2 separate regions of the Larimichthys crocea genome follow, and region 1 is linked to region 2. A link is a contact called in public Hi-C data. All regions are on one chromosome and are shown on one strand. The core of a region is the stretch at or near the end of the contact, and the rest is flanking DNA. Distances in the headings are between cores, read along the strand shown. Region 1 holds the start of cdh15 (cadherin 15, type 1, M-cadherin (myotubule)). Region 2 holds the start of LOC104922731 (CKLF-like MARVEL transmembrane domain containing 3).

What was found. A called contact is a pair of places that touch in the nucleus more often than the background predicts.
Region 1: a Hi-C map of muscle shows a contact between it and region 2, with 4 times the contacts expected there. The contact joins the promoter of cdh15 here to the promoter of LOC104922731 in region 2. A contact is called at or near these places in 5 of 7 Hi-C or Micro-C datasets (all in muscle).

The regions. Positions count from the first base shown.
Region 1 is chrVIII:10,558,000-10,564,626 of L_crocea_2.0, reverse strand. cdh15 (cadherin 15, type 1, M-cadherin (myotubule)) reads right to left here and starts at 2,949. Exons shown (of 14, transcript XM_019253915.2): 1 at 2,703-2,949. The coding sequence starts at 2,753. All of the region lies in intron 13 of acsf3 (acyl-CoA synthetase family member 3), which reads right to left.
Region 2 is chrVIII:10,362,181-10,369,346 of L_crocea_2.0, reverse strand. LOC104922731 (CKLF-like MARVEL transmembrane domain containing 3) reads left to right here and starts at 3,694. Exons shown (of 5, transcript XM_010735649.3): 1 at 3,694-4,063. The coding sequence starts at 3,947. cklf (chemokine like factor) reads left to right here and starts at 2,047. Exons shown (of 4, transcript XM_010735661.3): 1 at 2,047-2,200; 2 at 2,635-2,790; 3 at 2,905-3,000; 4 at 3,231-3,619. The coding sequence starts at 2,111. The coding sequence ends at 3,353. It overlaps LOC104922746 (N-acetylgalactosamine-6-sulfatase), which reads left to right. Exons shown (of 10, transcript XM_027281782.1): 10 at 624-1,113. The coding sequence ends at 710.

The DNA of each region.
Region 1 (6,627 bases), core at 1,700-4,199, 200 kb before region 2:
CTATAAAAGGTCTTTTTGTGATAACCAAAGATTTTTCCCTCTCTACATGGATTAATTGACTTTAGGGATACCAAATGGCACAAGTGACAAACCCATCATGACATTGCTTCTGGCCTATTCTTGTGCCTGCCCACTAAAACATCAGCTGTCACCACACTGTGTCTGTCTGTGAAAAATAACGAGGCAAAATAAAAAGGAATGTAAATTGACTTCAGTCGACTACATTTTATGATCTGGAAGTTGTCTCTCTGCCCTTTGCTCCCTCTGTAACCCTAGTCAATGTAAAACAGCCTACAGGTATCCGTGCCCAGCAGGACCTGTGATTCAGACTCTAAATCCTCTGACTGATTGTTTCCGATGAGTGAGACCTCAGCGCAGCTGGCTGCCGCTACAGACTCTTGATTTGTACCCGATTTCATGGTCCAGGAGCGGCCCACTCCTCTTTCCGCAAGGGGGATTACAGAGCGAGACAAATGGCATCACGTATGCATCTGGGAACAGCTGTTGCTGCTGCCCACTCTTCACCACAGCATACGCCCCGCAGACCTGAACACTGTCTGAGTCAAAACAACACCAGTTTACTGAAAATGAAAAAAGTACTGCTGAAAGATGTGAGGTGATCAAAGCCTTCGGACTGGATTGAGCTGCTGATGGTTAAATTAATTTCACTTGGGAAATCTTTTTAATAGAATTTGTAACAATTGTGTCATAAATGTAGCAGAATGCCCAAAATGTTTGTGTATATGTCTGTTTCCAGAAATAGCACAACAATTAACTTTCTGTGCTTTTAGCAGTTGATTAGCATGCACCAGTTTGTCCTCTTTCAACACTGTCAAAAAGAAACTGTTGTTTTTATGGTAAAAAAAGAATTTTACCATAATAAATATAGTGTAACTTTTTCAAATATTACGGTAACAGGATATCACTACTGAGGTAGACATCGGAAAACTACTTAAGCTCTGTGTGGTGTTACAAGTCCATGGGGGGTGATAACCAAACAACAAAAAGTTTCTCTTTCAGTTGGTTTACTATGTTGTAATTTTGATTATATGGAAACAATCTGCTCCACCAAGAATCTGTTGTTTAAGTATGAAATATTAGTCCAGTGAAGGCTTGAAAGGTCGCTCTGAACAGTTTATAGATGACTCATTAACAGGAAACAGCAGCTTTAGTGGACTCCAATGGCAACCCAACATCTCAAACTATTCCAACCAATAATGAGTTTACCAATAAATCTCTAATTACACTTCATCGCCTGCTGCCATTGGAGCCAAAGCTAATTACAGCTACCATCCTCCACTAAGAATCAAGCTGTAGACTTTTCAAAGCCAGCTTTCATTCTTAAACAACAGATTTTTGGTGGAGCAGATTGTTTCCATATAATCAAAATTACAATATAGTAAACCAACTGAAAGAGAAACTTTTTGTTGTTTCAAAAAGTTATCACCCCCCATGGACTTGTAACACCTCTGGCATTTGAAGTGGTGCAATTTAAACCCACAGCGTTACCACACAGAGCTTAAGTAGTTTTCCGATATCTACCTCCAGCCTGAGGACTGGGGTGGTGTCATGCTTCAGGGTTGACAGGATTTTCAAGTCATTCAGGGGATTATTTATCTATGTCTATATGTAAGATGATAAGTAAAATTATTACAGAAGTCCTGATGGCATCCTGTCATTGGGGGCATTGACATCACTGTGACAAACAGTTGTTTTTCTCATGGCTATGTCAGTGATCAATTACGCCCATGTTGAAAAGAGACAAGTGTTTTTTTCCAAAATCAGTTTGCCAAAGAATATGAAAATGAACCACAAAAACTTAATAATAATTTCATAACAATAATCAATTTGTGATGAAGACTTAGACACAAAGGATCTTTGTAGAACTTTGCAGAAACTTTTACCAATGGACAAGGTCAGGGACACCTCACTGAGTTCTGAATTATTGTTTTCCACAGCAATATAACATCTGCAACATTAACAATGAATTATACAGCAAGAATCACTGGAGGCCAATTCACTCAGCCTCCCAACCTGGGCTCCATTACTACTCCAAACAGAGGGAAAGACTGATGGTGGTTGGAAGTGCTGTTGGTAATATGTCAGTTTACATTGTCATCCATTTTAGATCTCACGATGGCGTCTGCCGACAGGAGCTACTAATGATGCCCTGAGCCCTCTGTACACATCTGGACTCTCGTCCTCCTCAAAACACTTCATCATCCTCTTTCCAACTGGGTTGAAATGTTTAGATCTGCTACGACCTCTGATTGCAGAGCCAGTTTAGTGCCTCTATTGATGAAAATCAGTGACATCACTCAGGTAAAGACATAAACTGTATATTTGAAGAGCGGGGCAGCTAAAGGTCATTCTCTAAACATGATCACACTCTGGGGGGGCAGAAGTAAAAAGTTCTTGGGCAAAGGTTTGGGGGTACGCTGAATCAAGATGCATAAAGCAGGGTAAGAGAGGCAGGCAGTATCACATGGTACAACTCAAGTACAAGTGGAGTACCTGTAACAGCCTAACAATCCCACAAAACTTCCATTAGACACTGCAATCAACTTGATAAAGACAACTTTAACTTTTTATATTTAGAGTCTCACTGGATACAGAACACATAAAACAAACACAAAAGCTCTAAAACTGCATATTTTACTCATTTTAGTCGACAGCAGCTATGAAGAGATGGTTTTTCTTACCTGACAAAGCAGTGTGCCCAGCACACACACCATCAACATCCGTACCGCCATCCTCAGTACCTGCACCCAGAAGCTCAGTCTGACCAGACCTCTGATGACTGAAAGATCTGAAGCTCCTCTACTAAGAACTGGGCTCCTGAGTGACTCTACTAGGCAAAAAGGCCACACACCCCAACCCTGAAGCCTGTCCCTCTCTTTCCTTCTCTCTGTCCTCTTGCACTTGCGGTCTCTTTCTCCCTCTCTCTCAACCTCCGTTCCTCTCTCAGCGTTTGTCTCTCACAGCTCCTCCCTGTCCATGACTGGGGTATGTCTCACAGTCGTTGGGTAAGGGGTTAGAATTTCAGCAGCGGCCCTCCCATGTACCCCCCAACACATGTGCTGTCACTCAAAGGCTGATGAGAGAGAGATGAAGAGAGAGAGAGAGATGAAGAGAGAGAGAGAGAGATGAAGAGAGAAGCAGGGCAGCTGTTGGCGGTGTAGACAGAAACTGTGTCTTCACCAGTTAAAAGAGAGCAAGTAAGTCAGTAAACTTTATTTAACAGTTTTTTGAACAACAGTGCTTCAAAGAGGGAGAAAAGAAAGTCCGAAAAGAAAGTCCATGAATAAAACCTGAAAAATGGAAATATAAAATTACTAATAATTTAAACCCCAAGGACTTTCATACACATACAAATATCAGAACTATTCTACAACTTATGAATATATCTAAGGCGAAGATGCTTTCTTGACAATGAAATTACACTTTATAGTTGTAAGCAAACATCTATGTACACCAGCCCAGAATAATAAGTTACAATTGTGGATTTACTCTCCGTTTTTCTGTTAAAACAGCAAAAGATATTGACCCTAGAACCACACTCCACATTGATATCAGTACTGTTGATTTCACATATAAGGTTGGCGTTTTATTAAAATGTCGATGAAAAACTGCCAAGCCATGCCAGTAAAAGACCGTAAAATACGTTTTTAAATATTATGGTTTTTTACTTTACACTTAAGTCTCTAATATACAATACTACTTTATTCTGTATAAATTCACATAAAATGGCATATAAATAAAGGTTTTGACCGTGTTTAATGTATACAGAAAAACACTGTCATACTTCATGGCATATTTTACAGTCTTTTACTGTCATGGTCATACTTCATGGCATATTTTACAGTCTTTTACTGTCATGGTTTGACCATTTTCTACTGTAAAAGCCTTATTATACTTATATTTAGGTATATATAGCTGTATTTTTACAGTTAACATGGAGGGATATTGAATTATTGAAGGAATGCACTAGAAATGTATCTTTTGAGTTTTTTAGCCAGTGTAGTCATAAAATCTGGCTTTGAAAAGACTACAGTTTGATTCTTAGTGGAAGAAGGTAGCTGTAATCAGCTTGGGAGCCAATGGCATCGCAAGATCAAGTGTAAATTCGAAATTTATTGGTAAAGTGATTATTGGTTGGAATGGTTTGAGATGTTGGGTTGTCATTGGAGTCCACTAACATTCCTGTTCACTGTGAATGAGCCATGTATAAACTTTTAAGAGTGAGCTATTCTACCAATGAATACATCTAAGGAAGACCTCTGTCACTTTTGCACTGCTTTCTTGACAATGAAATTACACATCCATGTACACCAGTCCAGACTAATAAGTTACAACTGTGGACTACTCTCTGTTTTTCTGTTAAAACACCTAATGATGTCGAACCACGCTGATCTGTTGAGTGTCTTTTGACATCTGCTGCTGCCACACTGAGAAGAAAATAGCAAAACATTTTTTCTTTTCATCGACAGCCCCCCCCCCCCTTGACAGCACAGCATACTCTTGTGTTTACAGTCTTAAGTAGCTTAGCACTTGTTTTCTTCTCGAATCCTTCTTGTCCGGATAAACCTTGATGCCATAAGGCCGCATACATAACCTCCCTGTCCGGTGCGGCCCGTGTCGTGCCCTCGCACATTCAGAACATTCAGTCAGAACTCTTTGATCTCCAGCTATTTTGAACACTGTCAAATCAGAAGATGAAGATATATGGTGCTCCATGGGTGATGTCAAAGCAGAGATTGCCATGTCTGTTATGTTTAAAATTTGACTGAAACACTGCCATGACTGATGACTGATTTTAGGCGAGCACCTCTGCTGCAGGAAGAAGTGCTTGTCCACTTTTGAAGGGAAAACAGAGCGAGAAGTTTACTTTGTTGGTTAGATGTTCTCAGGGGAGACACAACCAGCAGGAACAGTTAGACATGGGGGGAGGAAGGAGTCCAGATCTCCTCAACGCTACTTTCAACACCCCATCAGCAAGTCTTCTCACAGGTTAAAGGTCGATATGGATCTTTAGAAGGTAAACAACCTTGGACCACATTGGCTTCTTCTTCACTAAAGAGATACTCCTGTGCTTGCAGGTCATATGATTCGTGTTAAAAACAACAAAAGTTTAGACTAACATGGACATTAAGTACCACAGTTATAAACAATGACTCAACTGCATGAATGAAACTCCAGGAGACACAGATATCGTTGATGCTACAGTCTCTCATGCTAGAAAGTAGAGCAAAAAAATAATGTGCTGGCAGGCGGACTGTGCGTGTTGAGTGGGTGCCGGCATGTGTCACTGTGTCCATGACTGTGTGTGTGTGTGTGAGACAGAGAGGGTTCTGGTATAAAGGGGTGATTTTACAGCACCTGTCTCTGTCATTTCAGGCAGAGGCAGTTGGCAGGAGCCGTCCTGATGTTTCCTTTCCTCCATCCCCCCACCCACTGCCCTCACACACACACAAACACTTCCCCAACAACAGGCTTCCCTAGCAGACTGCATGCAGACAAAGAGCATAGCTTGGTCATTTGATAATCTAGACCAATGTTTTCAGATGTTTCTTTTATATAAAGAAGGCCAGGCTCAAAGGTGATGCTGAAGAAGAACTGACACCATATCCAAACTCTGTGTGTGCAGTTTCAGAGACAGCACTCTGCTGCCCACTGTTGGCAGAAATAACAGCACACACAAAGTCAGAGGCGGACAGGCTGCAACTACATTAAACAAGGGTGTAGCCATAATGGAAACTATGTTTAATGATCTTGAGTTGGGGATTTAATCACTGCATTATTAAACTAAATGCATAAACCTTCCTGGTTGTTTAGTATGCTCATTATTTAGAGGAACTAATTGATGTTCTGGCCACATGGGGGCAGCAGAACAAGCTGTATCAGTGGTGGAGTGAAAGGACCCATTTTTACTTAATACGACTTAATATTTCTACTCTACTACATTTCAGAAAGAAGTTTCATGTTTTTAAATAAAATTTTAATATATATTTTTAATGTAATTTCTTCTTATACTCAGTTACTAGTCACTTTTCAAATTAAAGTGTTACATGCTAAACATCTGAGAAATGTATAAAATACTGTATGATGCAGTGCTATAATGTGTCTAATATTGGCTACTCTTTGACAAATGAAAACATTAAGTAGGACTTATTTGTAACTGAGTATTTAAAGACTATTTCTACTTTTACCTAAAAGTAAAATGATCTAAATGTGTCTTCCACCACTGCATATTATCATTTCACTAGTTTGGAGTCAGGTTTCTGTTAGCCTGACGGAAAACTCAAATAGAGCGATGCAAGTGAACTAAAAGAGTTAAATTGCAGGCCATGAAACTGAAACAATGAGCTGAAAAATGCTACAAAGTGAACAGCAGAGTGGATCTTTTTGAATGTGACATTTGTCTCATTGAGATGTCATCTCAATGATTTTATCTTGTAAAAAAAAAAAAAATCTTGCGTATATTAAAAACAACACTTGAGTACAAGATAATTCTAATCAAAAAGATGACATGCAAAAACAACATTTGCACACTGCACCACTTTGATCTTTCTGCCGTAACTCAAAGTTGACAGACCCAGAAGAACATGAAGAAGTGAGATTCAAAGG
Region 2 (7,166 bases), core at 2,445-4,944:
AAATGAAGCAATATGAAGCTTTACAGTTCTGTTTTTCATTTGGAAGAAACTAAAATATATTCATAGGTTTGTAAGTTTTATATAATAAATTTAATACCAGGTATAAATGTTTAAGAGGTTCTCACTGACAACAATTGTGCAGCATAAAAAAAAAAGGTCAATCTAATCTTCAGGTTTTAAAAATGAATTTGACTAAATATGATACAGTTACATAATCTAGCACTTTATGAAGCTTTAACATTCCATGACACCTTTGCTCCAGTAAAATAAACCTTTGATTGGACAGTATTTGAAGAATACTGACACATGGTACCAGTTATTGCAAAGCCAGGGGGAAAGAACTATTAAAGAGACAGTTCTGGTTTGCAGTGCTACTTCTGTGCTGGGACTTCTGTACTATTCTGTCTACTGTAGTTAACACACTGATTAGGTGTGAGCGCCTCATGCATCCCAATACAAAAAAACAGAACTATCTCTGTAAGAACACAGGACAGAAAACTGTGGCTACCTAATAGCCTGAGACGTGGCACAGAACAGGACACAAATTGATCTGATGCTCAATAAAACATCTTTTGATAACTTCATATTCTTGTACTTCCTGTGCTGACCTCTCTCTGTTACAGAACTGGGCGCCTGCAGGTTGTGAGAAGTTGAGGAAGTGTCTCAAAGTGCCAAAGTCTCAGCCCTGGAAGTGTGACTGGCCACACTGAGAACAAAAAATGAAGAAACAAAACCTGAAGATGTGCCTTTCTACATGAACTGCAAACTACCATGTTTTTTTTTTTTTTTTTAAGAATATCTTTTTTCGGATCTATTTGTAAAATGGTGTATTTACAATGTTTAAGAGAAGGATGTGGGACCAAGGGAAATATGTTGCTATAACAACATACATTGATTATATAAATAGATTTTGCAGCTGTGATTAATGAGGCAACAGTTTCTGAAGAAATGTTGCAAGAGCCACTTCGGACTAATTTTAGTGAAGTAGATCAGATAGGGAAATGTATTTATTTTAAACATTAAAGTAATGAAGTACTATGCTGGATTCTTTGAATTAAATTTGTATCCTTACTGCAAAACATGTGATTTTTAATAAAAACGTTATTTTTATTACATGTGGCATGACTATTTTTATTACACCGTAGATCCGGTACATTCATAATGCATACATTATGTGTACATACACAAATTTACTGCACTTCTGTTAATGACTCTTAAAATGCCTGACAGTCATCATCATTTCACTATGAATTCAATAAATAAACTCTAAAACCTTTGATAGTTTATTGTTGTGAACATTGTGACATTACTGCAGCTGATTTATTCATTGTGGTGTTTTCCAAAGGAAAACATAGTATCTTTGCTCAATACTAATGTGGTAAATATGGATAAATCATAGCTGTCATTATGTTCATAGAGGCTGCTGAGCCCAGTTAGATTGCCCGCTTGCCCAGCTCGGGTTCTGGCACAACACTGGCTTCGTTCCCTGTCGAAATTCCGGCACTCTCCCGGTACTCAGAGAGTTGATCCTGAACAGCCATCAGAGGAAAAAACAGAAATCATTTGCACCATAAAATATGTTTCACCAAAATCAGTGAAATAGTTGGTGGTGTGTGAATGAGTGCTACAAAGAGTTACATACTTATCACATCACAGGTGATCGTACCCAGCACACAAGGTTAGTGAAAGAACATACGCAGAGTGAGAATGACAGAGCCACCATTCACCTGAAGTCAGTGTAGCATCAAAATGATTTTAAATCTGTTTATTTATGATAAAAAAGTTACACAATTGTGTTATATCAAACATAATATCAAAGTGTATATAATATTTCTACCTGAGCTTCCTTTTTACAAATAAAATTAACAAAAACACTAAAAATAACTTTTCAGTTTGACAGATCACTGACCCTGATGAATCTCTTCCAGTAAAAGTCACAGCACATACTTTACTTACTGTAGCTTTTTCAGTGCATGTGTCAGGCCGCTGCTGGTGTATGGAAATATTACACCTATTTCAAAACAGCCATTTCCGACGTTGCTGAAAGGAAATTGCTCATTTCAGGAAACAGACAGAGTGAGCTGTCTTTACCAAATGAAAACGTACCATCATGTCAGAGTATGAAAATACAAATCCAACCATTGATGTGGACACTGCTTTTCTCAAATCCAAGAGGGGGATCGTGAAAGTGGCAGAGATGGTAAGAATATTTGCACATCACCAAAAGTGGAAACATGTTTAACTTTGTGACAGAAGTGTGGCGGCAGTTAGGTGTGACAGAACGGAGGAACAGAAGTGAAACAACAACAAAGTAGCATGACAAGTTCTCTGTACACTTTAGTAAACAGTGTTAGTAGAACTGCTCAGTTGACAGCAGTGACCCATATTAAAATGCCAAAAGCATTTTCAAAAGCTAAAAGTGTAACTGGATCAGAAAAAAATCTGATGTGGAAACATTGCTTCCTCTTTCTCTACATAAACCAGAATATGCAACATAAAGAATGGGCAATGAGTGACACAGAGCTGTGCAAAAACTCAATCATTTGTTAATATGAGAATGAAGTTTTGGAATTAATATTTTCCACTATTGCAGTAACACTTTTTCTGCCTACTGTGTCTCTTTCTCTGCTTTAGGTGGCCTTTTTTCTGGCGTTTGTGTGTTTCACTGTAGCATCCACACCAAAGTACATTGCAGCCACAGTGATAGAGTTTCTGCTCACTTTATTTCTGGTGTTGCTGTATGTCCTCAAACTCCACAAGAGGCTGACTTTCTTCTTTTGGCCTTTTGTTGTGAGTGAAGTTTTACATCATAATATAATAATATAACATCCTACACACTTTTTAAGACCTTGTACTAAAGAGAATATACCGTCCATGTTGTCTTCTCTTTTTTTTTCTCTTCAGGATCTTCTCAATTCAGCGTTTGCAGCAGTCTACTTTATTGTCTTGAGCCTGATAGCTGTGATTACATACACTGTCACAGGCACACTGGTTGGAGGGGTGAGAAATATTTCTTTAATCTATAATTGCAATCTCAGCTGTGTGGGCCAATTTTGATGTGTGGATTTGAGTTTCCCCACTATACACTGTCAATAAAATGAAATATCCAAACAGTGCTTTTATCTGGGTACATGAGCCGCAGCCCAACAATATGAAGTCTTCTTGAAGATGAAGCTTTTGTCTCTGCAGCGTGCATTTATTTTGACATCTGCTCTCTCATCTGTTTGCAGATATTTGGCCTCCTGTCAGCTGGGCTTCTGTGTGCAGATGCCTACATGCTTTGGAGGAACATCACATTGAACAAGCCAAGAAGTGAGACCCAGAATCAAACCAACAATGACCAAATCAATTAGAGTTAAGTCATACAGTATAATATTATTGTTTGTCAACAATAACAACTTTAAAAATGATTTTTCCATGATCTCAGAGTAAGGTCATTGCAAGCCTGTTTTTGTTTTGTTTGTTTGTTTGTTTGTTTGTTTTGTCAAAAATCAAAGGGTACCAGTTATCATATTTATGATTCCAGCTGTATTTCAAATCTGCGTTTGTGTTATAAAATATGCTTTATAGATATTAAAAGTTGTCATAAAACCACACATGCCAATGAAAATCTTTCTTTGTCTTGTGACATCATCAGTTGGATATTTCTACTCCACTCGGGATTGTGCTGTGTGCAGCTGGGGGGTGTGTGGGTGGGGTAGGCGCATCGCATTACACATCTGGAGAAAGCAGATGTTGCGCTTTTTTGGAGCTCGCTCTGCGTTTCCGCGCTGTCATTGTTTCCGTTTCCACCTCCGAGAAGCCTCACGCCTCCACATATCTCTCTCTCTCTCTCTCACTAACTTTTTTTTTTTGGTTTTGTCCATAATCCGTTACGTTGCGTGGACTTTTTGTTGGACTATCTGAACTTTGAGAGTTAAAATCTTTTTTTTTTTTTTTGCGAACCATGGGGGACATCGAGGCTCCCGACTCGAATCGGCCGCGCCAGACTGTCCTAATGTCTATTCTTCCGAGCAAGGAGTTCGCCACCTCAAGGAAAGGCATGCTGCTCATTGGTGAAGTGGTAAGAAATGAGCAGAGGAATAACTTGTGAAACAAATGAAACTGTCCTTGTGCCATTGTTTCGCCCTGGTGCGCACAAAAGTCAAAGCGCGCTGCGTTTTGGAGACTTCTCTCTTATCTAACAGTTATAGTAGCGGTAGCAATGTGTGGCTTCAATGCATGCTTATAAATAACATGAATAGATTGTTTCACTGTCATTTTGAATATAGGTCAGCCAGTTCCCGTCACAAGGTTTCCATTAGTAAAGGGAGGAGCAGTGAGGGTTTACAGCAAAGTGAGGTAAACTTCTGAAACTTGGAATAAACTTTTGGATCATGGGCACGACGCACGAAGACATTCATTGTTAAGAGCTCCCTGGAGATCAGGCTAAATAAGGACCAAGGCTTCTTTCTGTCTCTCAGTGTTGTGTCAGTATGCGCTGAATCAATTTAACCAACTACTGCTAAACTTTATAGAGAAGTCCCTTTTTTTATGCACTTTTTAAGTCTATTCTAACAAACCAGGAACTGAAAGACTATCTGTGTGTGTCTGTGAGATGGTGTTAGTGCTGAATGGTGTTCTGCAGATCTCTAACGTAATGCATCACTTGCATGAAAGAGTCTTCTTGCAGTAACAGTGTAAAAAGAATGCTGCATGAACTCAACTCTCTCATTTGTATCATGTGACATTCAGCAGTCATCTTCTCCACAGTCACATCCTTCACTCTGTTACAATAACACGTAGCCTGGAGCACAGTCAGCCTCCCGCACACACACACACACACACACACACACACACACACACACACACCACACAATACAGTCTCTTTACTGCTTTTTAACAATGTGACTGTGATCCTCAGCCCCGAGGCAAAAACGCTTGCAGAACTGAACTAAAAACCCTAGCAGCCTTGACGGCTTCCAGACAGCAGAAGTGTGTCCTCTTACATCTGTGTAGGTGAGAGTGCACACCTGGATTAAACTTAGAGTAGACTGGTAAGACTCAAAGCTTTACCGCATTTGTGATATATCCTGTGCAGGGTTTCTGTCAGCTGAGCCAACTCGCCTAAAAATAAAGTCCATCTGCAAAACTCTTTTAGGAAAGATAACATGAAGCTTGGTTAAAAACAGAAACGCAACAGTGATCTCAACAGTTTACTCACCTATTTTCAGATCAATGACAGAAACTCATTTACCCACCTCTAGCACAACACCGCACCACAGGAAGAGGTTATATCCACACAGCAAACACGGCTGTCATTTAAGTTGTAATCAAACTAAATTGCATAACATCACAACAAGCGATGTGTCAGTACATGTGTGTGTGCCACATTTGTAAATTGGGATTCATTTGGTTTTATCTTTGAGTGTAAAGTAGGTTTAACCATTATTCATATTCTTGGTATTTATTGGTGTGCAGCCTCCCTGCTGTAGCTGTGAAGCTGTTCTTGGAATACAGTGAGATAGTCTCATTGTAATTTTTTAAGCTTACACTTGTTGTTTATCAGCCAACAGTCACCGAACTCAACTGTGCGTCTTCCAAAGAGAGCGCAGCCCACAGCTTTACCATTCTTGGCAGTGTTAGTCAGACACATATCCTGCTGAGCATGCATTATTATACAAAGTGTGTCAGACCACCGTGTATTTCTCATTAGGATTCTCAGTCTCAGCCAGCAGCAGGCCCAATAAGGAATGTGAAATCACAGCACACTTAATGTGCTGCGAAAGGCAGATTTCTGTAGCGTTTGAAATGTTTTCAAAATGAAAACAAGCTGCTAATAAAAGGGTACCCAGTGTAGTAAACATGCGCAAAGTGTGCTGTCTCTCTATGTGGCATAAACTGAGAAGCTAAGGATTGTCAGAATTCTTAGCTCGGTATGTAATGTGTTTGCGGCCCTCAGGATGTTTTGTGATGTTTTCGTGATGTTTCAAAGCACACGTGTTTCACCACCTTCGATAACCGACTCACTCGACTCATCACAAACCCTTTAAGGGCAATGCTTTAAAGACAAGGAAACGATTAGGCGATTCATCGATGAGTCATTTGACAGAAAATTATCACCTTATTATATTTATTAGTGTATAAACACCTGAAAACAAGAATCATTATAATTGTGTTACTTTAGAATGAGACTTTATATCTACAGACACTATGGGTCCTCTTCCACAGAGTCCGCCATGTTGAACCACCATGTTTCTACAGTGGCCCAGAAGACACAGAACAGAACTTTTCCGGCCACTTTAGTGTCTCCTTCATACTAGGAAGGAGAGGGTGAGGCGTGGCAGTTGTAAATCAGCAATAATACCACTAGATGCTACTAACTCCCACACACCTCCTTTAAGTAAATCCTCAAGCAAGAGCATGAGCAGCTTCTTCTGTGTGATTGTGATTAGTATTTTCACTATTATCACTGTTTTTCATTGAGGATTAATGAATAATCTATGAACAACAAAGAACCACAAAAAATATTTAACATACAGATTATTTAAAGCACAAAAAAGCACTACGATAGCTCATCTTGTGCTGTTTGAGGTGTTCAGTGCAACACAGTCATATTCTCCAACATACTAAACATTCCTGAGAATCTACTGAGAAACCCAGAGAAAAGCTTCTGTAGTTTAGCTATAGGTGGTGTCTTGTGGGGAATCTTATGGATCTGACAGGATGCTACTCAGAAGCAGCATTTGTGAGGAACAGCAGCTGCAGCAGTTTGGGTTCAGTCAGGGGGAGTTCCTAACCCCAGGGCAGTGTAGGATGACAAAGACAAGATGGCCGGGCCTGTTTGAGAACACACTGTCTGGACTTGCTTTCATTTGCACTGATATGGTGCGTCCAGCCCCTCTAATGGAGGGCGTCAAACACAGGGCAGCCTCATTTAATTGCATTGCACAAAGAGCACATTTAACTTCTTCTTTCATTATTCCAGCTTTGTGTTTGTGTGCGAGCGAGAATGAGAAGGATTCACTGTAACTGTGCACAAGTCTGTGTGAATAAACATTAACATTAACAGCTGTATCTCCTTACAGGAAGTGGGCCTTGAGCTGAAATTCACACACTGTCTCACAGCTTCGAGACAGTGTAACATTATCTTACAGCGAGAGGATCAAAGGAAATTCAACTTCATT